2 separate regions of the Mus musculus genome follow, and region 2 is linked to region 1. The links are chromatin contacts, called in public Hi-C maps. All regions are on one chromosome and are shown on one strand. The core of a region is the stretch at or near the end of the contact, and the rest is flanking DNA. Distances in the headings are between cores, read along the strand shown. Region 1 has its middle 94 kb from the start of Gm41166. Region 2 has its middle 14 kb from the start of Sacs.

Region 1 (3,248 bases), core at 217-2,716:
GGTGAGTAGAGAAAGCTGATCTCAGCCTGAGGCCAACCGACTCCTCCCTGCCATGAAGAACAGGAAGGCTGAGAAAGAGCACAGTGGGAAAGATAGGTGGGCGGAGCTGCCAGTGGGCCAGAGTGGAGGACAGAAAAACAAACCTCATACAGAGGGCCTATGAGTCCCCAAGCCTGCATACCTCTGTCTCAACTGTCCCCCCAGGACCCCCACTGTGTCCTCCAGGTCCCAGGAGAATCTTCCACCCCAGCTCTTGATGTCTTTAATGTCAGCTCAGATATCTTTAATTTCTGCCAGTCTTTCCTCCCCTTCCCCCAAACCGCCCACCCCCATCAAGTCTCTCATATGACCTCATCTGGGGAGTTTTCTGGGCTCCACTCTCATTGGGCTGTCAATGAGGAACATTCTCTAGACAACCGCACTGTCCTGGGCCAGTGAGGAGTCTAGCAGAATTGTAACAAAGCCATTTTCTTCTCCCAACCCTCACACTGGGAATTCCCTCACACTGGGAATATGACCTCATCCCTGAATCCAGATTATGCATGTGTGCACTCAAGTGCCTTGCCCCTCTCCCCCCGCCCCCGCCCCCATGCCATCGTGGCTGTCACTCCAGAACCCCTAAACATGAGGTAAGAGGGAAGCATCCTTAGGCAGAGACCCTAGAGGTGCAGGTAGTGAGGCTGAGGTGGCGTGGCTGGAACAGCTGCCCTCTGCTGGCTGCCTGCCCCCCCTCACAACACTCCCCCCCCCCCCATGGGAAACTTCTTTGTTAGTTTCACATCTTCTTGGCAGGTCAAGCAGACTCTGCACACACACACACCCCACTTCCCCCCCCCCCCCCCCCGTGAAGAAAAATAGATACAGGTGTCTGAAGTCTCAGGAGGGCTCCCCCAGCAGCTTTCTTGAGAATCCATAGCTTTGTCCACACAGTAGGGAAAGGCTGGAGATGAGACTGATGGGGGTCTACAACCTGGCTTAGCTCACAACACATACTCAGGTAAGGATGTCCTAGAGATAAAAAAACAACACACACACATACACACACACAACGGTAACACAGTCTTTGTGCTTTAGCACAAAAGACAGAAAACAGCACATTTTGGAGAATAAGGTAGGCGTTTTGTGATAGGGAAATAGTTCAAACTTGCCCCCGTCTTAGTACCTGAGTGTTGTGTAATGACTGCAGCTGTCTATAAGGCAGTGTCCCATGACACACTGGCTGCCATTGCCCATACTGTGCCAGAGCTCTGCCTCTGAGCTGAAAGCAAGCCTCAGAAGACATTCAGAAAGTTCACCGATAACCCTTTTTGCATTCAAACTCCTGGCTGGGACACAGGTCAGAAAATGACTTCATCTTTTCTGGATTCTTGCCCAAGGCTGAGCCCTGGCAGCTGCCACCTTGTGCCCTGGTGCTGTTCTGGCTGGACACCAGCTGGGCTCTTTTCTTCTGTCTTGGCTGCTGGCTTCACTCAGGGACAGCGGCCCCTGAATGATCATTGCTGGGTCTGAGCCATCCTCTGAGCCTACACGGCAGAAGGCACCAATGATGCACCTCTTTTGGTTTGTTTTATTTTGGCATTGGCTCTTTTAGAATGAGGTTTTTTTGTTGTTGTTTAATTTTTTGTTTGTTTTACTTTTTCTTTTCTTTTCTTTCTTTTTTTTTTTTTGAGACAGGGTTTCTCTGTGTAGCCCTGGCTGTCCTGGAACTCACTTTGTAGACCAGGCTGGCCTCGAACTCAGAAATCTGCCTGCCTCTGCCTCCCGAGTGCTGGTATTAAAGGCATGCGCCACCATACCCGGCTCTTTTTCTTTTCTTTTTTTCTTTTCTTTCCTTTTTCTTTTTCTTTTTCTTTGTGGAGATCTGGCCAAGCAGCGCTTCTGAGGAAGTGACTTATCAGCATTATCAGATTTCAAGGACCCAGAGTCATGTGAGCTGGAGGACTTCTGTTTTCTGTGACAACCATGGACCACCTATTGCTTAGTCCCATTTTACTCCCTTAATTCAGACAGTTCCTGGGACGCACATGGGCAATGTCAATCCTTGAATTTCTTCTGGTGGTCTGGGAATGTCTGCAAACGAGGTCACATGATTTGTCCCTGCCTGGCTTTGTAGAACCTCCTGAAGGTACCATATGCTGGCTACACAGTAAAGGGACTCCAAAGTATTTACACATGTGGGGGGAGCCCTCCATAACAAACAGGTTCTCTACCCTCCCTGTAACGGTGTGTAATATTCCAAACTTGGCAAATATACAGTACAGTTGGCTCCCCGTGGATTCTGCGTCTTTGAATTCAACCAATCACACACTGCAGATATATATATATATATATATATATATATATATATATATATATATTTTTAATTCTCTTTGTACTGTGTGGCGGTTTGAATATGTGTGGCCCAGGGAGTTGCTCTCTTAGGGGGCGTGGCTTTATTGGAGGAGTTGTGGCCTTGTTGGAGGAAGTGTGTCACTGTGGGGGTGGACTTTGAAACTCTGCCCAGTGTGGAAGAGCCAGTCTTCTCTTGTTTGCCTTTGGAACAAGATATAGAACTCTCAGCTCCTTTAGTGCCGTGTCTTCCTGCATGCATGCTGCCATGCTTCCTGCTATGATGATAATGGACGGAACCTCTGAGCCTGTAAGCCAGACCCAGTTAAATGTTGTCCTTTATAAGAGCTGCCTTGGTCATGGTGTCTCTTCACAGCAATGAAACCCTAACTAAGACATACTGAAACATTTCCACCAACTCCTGTCATTATTCTTGACCAAAAGAGTCCAATGACCATTTATGCAGCATTTACATTGCACTGCAAATTCCAGGTTGTTTAGAGAAGATGTCAGGTGTAAGATGATGCCTGCTGGGTCTCAGCACATGTGACACCAAGGACCATTTCACAGTCTCTGGGTTGTGGTGTGTTTGGGAACCCTGGAACCAACTGTATACATGTATATACAGTAGACTTTCCAAAGAGACTTTATACTGTAAAGCATTGCCTAATTTGAACTATAGGATGTGCATTTTTAGTGTTCTCATGACTGTTGTCATTGTTAATGCTGCTGCTACTGATATTTTACGGCAAAGGAAATCAACAACTGTAGAATCAAGAGTTTTAGGCTCCTCATCATGTTCAGGGTTAGAACTCAGACATTCCTTAGCCTGAATCCTAAATTTAAGTAGCTGAGGACTTAGCCCCTATGCGTAGCCCCTATGCCTGTTTCACTGTTTGTTAAATTAATTGTATAACTGC
Region 2 (3,213 bases), core at 191-2,690, 600 kb before region 1:
CCTTTCCTCCACACTGAACTCGGACTTGAGCAGCAAGCTCCTTTACCCCCTGAGCCGCCTTGGTGGCCCCTTGTGCCTTTTTTAAAATTCATGTTTTTAGTTAGCAGACTAAATCATAGACAATTATAGCAGATCTGAAAAATACATTTCTCAAATGTTAGTGGAGTATCACGATCACCAAAAATCAGTTGGTGTGGCATACAGGGAGCAGAGGATTTGGAGATAGCTGGGTGTGACTGTCTCCAGCATCGGTCCTTTATGCCTGAGGCCCACTGGCTTTAAATCTCTGAGCTGTATTTCTCATGTGGTGAAATGTGATTAAAAAACAAAAAGAAAAACAAAACAAAAACCCCAACTTTCAAAGTCATCTAAAGTTTGTAAAACTCCCAGATCAGCCTGTAGCTGTGTCTCTCCCTCTCCTTGGGAATAGAATGAGATTGATTGATATCCTTGCCCTGTGTTGTGTGAGCTTGCTGGATCCTGCTTGGAGATCCTCGCCATAACTGGCCAGGCTGTGCTTGGTGCCTATGAAGTGAATTCTTCTTTGACCTCTTGTTATTTTATTCTGCATGTCAAGGTCATTACTTATCCCAAGGTCTTCTCTTCAAGCCAGCTGGGGCCATGGAAAGTCAGTGCAGGGCATCCTCGGAGCAGAAGGGCCAGCTCCTTGAAAGACAATTCAAGAATTTAGCTGGATAGAAAACTCATCTCCAATTTTGGAAACCACTCTTGTCCTTTTGATTCTAAATTTAGAACTAGTCTCAACTATGGGACTTGTAACACTGCAAAATACTGGCAAGGCAGGTCCTGAGGAGCTGTGATAGAGCAAGAAAGAGTGCAGACCAAGATGGTCAGCCCCAGGGTGCCTGCCCAGCTGGGGAACCCTGGACAGGGTGTGCATGCTCGTGCACGTGTGTATGCGCTAGTGTGTGCTTTGCTGGGAATGGAATTCAGGCCAGACACGTGCTCTGCTGCAGAGTTGCTCACCAGACCCACCTTAAGCCCTGTAATTCTGTTTCCTCACCTACAAACCAACGATTGCAACAATGCCTACCCTTCCGATGGCAATGAGAATCTAAAAGCAGAGTGCCAGGCTCTCTTGCCATCAGAACCTGCCTGTGCTTAACAATGTGGGGGCACAGTAAAACTACCAAACGGGACCACTCCATGGGTAGAAAGGAAGGTATACTGGGAGGGTCAAATGCAAAGGCTGTCTGGAGGTTAGGGACAAAGAGAAGATGAAATGGCAGGAAAGCAAGCAGGCTTTATAGGACAGTCAGCAGGATAAGGGGTGTTTAGGTTGACCCAGAACTAGGTGACCTTTCCCTAGGTAGTTGACCTTTATGGCGGATCAAGAGAGGTTCCTGGTGTTTTGAGGGAGGCTCCTGGTAAACAGAACTCAGTCTTCAGGCCTCGGTTACCCAATAACAATCTTTCTGTTTGCCTGGCCAAAGTCCTTCTACTTAGGACATTGGCACAAGCGTTGCGATTTTGGGGACAGCTTTGGACCCAACACTCAGGAAAGCAATCTTGTTCAAAAGCAGCCGAAGGTGCCTGGTGAAGAGAGCATGTGTTTGACACATCAGGGTGGGAAGGCGACATCTCACGAGGTTGCCTTGAGTCTAGACTGGTACCAAGATCCAACTTGAACAGAGATTTAAAGCTGTCTTTCAGAAAACCTTCAACAGTCGTATGAAAGCTATGTGTACAGTAACACAAAAGGAGTCACTCTGTAGCCACCTCCTCTCATGCCCTCTGATTCTGGCGGGGAGTAAGTTTGAATACTTCAGCTAGTTTAATGAATGGCCATTTAAATGAGTGTGTGTCGGGAAATCTGGGCACAGGTCATTTTTTTTTTTTCAGATTCCAAAGTTGGGTGCATTCTGCAAGGAACTTTCCAGCATGTGATTAATTACTGAAAAGCCATAGTTTCAGGCACTTACATGGATTATTTTATATCACATGGAGAGCAGTATATCATCTTTTAATTCAGTGTGACGCCCTGCACACAATGCTTTTATATCCTTTAAAATAATTGTACTAAATAGTTGAAAATATTCATATTCTTTGAGTGTGAGCTTTGAATAGATGAAATTATTCATTGCTTTTCTATTTTTCTACATTCATTCATTCATTCATTCATTCATTTAAGAGGTGTACATTTGTGCCACAGTACCCATGGAGAGATAAGAGGACAACTTTTCAATCAGTTCTCTTCACGTGCCCAGTGGCTTCCTGGGATCCAACGCAGGGTATCAGGCTTGGTGTCAAACACCTTAACCCATTGAGCTATCTCATAATGTGAAACCCAGAAATCACAGAAAAAACAAAATGCAAAGTACTTTAACTTGCATTGTCAAACAAGAGTGGATAAAGAGAGGGATAGAAAATTAAATTCGGGGCTGGTGAGATGGCTCAGTAGGTAAGAGCACCCGACTGCTCTTCCGAAGGTCAGGAGTTCAAATCCCAGCAACCACATGGTGGCTTACAACCATCCGTAACGAGATCTGACTCCCTCTTCTGGAGTGTCTGAGGGCAGCTACAGTGTACTTACATATAATAAATAAATAAATCTTAAAAAAAAAAAAAAAAAAAAAAAAAAAAAAGAAACAACTATAAAAAAAAAAAAAAAGAAAATTAAATTCAAACTATAAATAGAAAAGTATATAAAATATGATGAAGTAAAATACAATATAATACAATGCACCAGAAGAGTACGTGTGGAGAACAGTATACTAGAGACACTCTGACTGACGACGTCATGTGCACACGACCTTAAAGTGTAAGAAGCATTCCGAGACAGTATTTGTGACATGTAGTAAATAAATTATTACTTATAAAAATTACAAGTCTATAAGAATAAAATAGTAGTAGAAAGAGAGACAGAAGGACCTGGAGAGATGACTCAGCAGTTAAGAGCACTGACTGCTTTTCCAGAGGTCCTGAGTTCAACTCCCAGCAACCACATGGTAGCTCACAACCATCTGTAATGAGATCTGATGCCCTCTTCTGGTGTGTCTGAAGACAGCTACAGTGTACTCATATAAATAAAAATTAATATTAATTCAAAAATTTTAAAAAGGCTGAAAATCTTAACAGTGGGAAGAGAAATAAATGGCCAGTAATTAGGTAAAATTGAGTCTTAAACTGTTATTATCAAAATTTAGAGCAGAATCAACCAACAAGATCCTATGTTCACCTAAGAGAACTTCT

Evidence for each region. Hi-C and Micro-C count contacts between places; a contact is called where the count stands out from the background.
Region 2: a contact with region 1 is called in a Hi-C map of liver, with 3 times the contacts expected there. The contact joins two enhancer-like sites. A contact is called at or near these places in 7 of 39 promoter capture datasets (the C10 cell line, cranial neural crest, embryonic stem cells and 4 more), 1 of 15 datasets of contacts at CTCF or cohesin (large pre-B cells), 29 of 484 Hi-C or Micro-C datasets (B cells, the P5424 cell line, cerebellar granule neurons and 12 more), 3 of 115 datasets of contacts at active chromatin or transcription factors (astrocytes and embryonic stem cells) and 2 of 9 other capture datasets (embryonic stem cells and liver).

What each region holds. Positions count from the first base shown.
Region 1 is chr14:60,527,384-60,530,631 of GRCm38.p6, reverse strand. It overlaps a transcript of Spata13 not described here. Among named protein-coding and RNA genes, the nearest start is that of Gm41166, 94 kb to the left of the region's middle. Within about 2 kb of position 1,466, at least 79 of the 459 cell types and tissues checked have an H3K27ac peak or open chromatin away from gene starts, as enhancers often do. A contact at or near this core is called in liver, where this site is marked.
Region 2 is chr14:61,123,123-61,126,335 of GRCm38.p6, reverse strand. No RefSeq gene overlaps it. Among named protein-coding and RNA genes, the nearest start is that of Sacs, 14 kb to the left of the region's middle. Within about 2 kb of position 1,440, at least 4 of the 459 cell types and tissues checked have an H3K27ac peak or open chromatin away from gene starts, as enhancers often do. A contact at or near this core is called in liver, where this site is marked.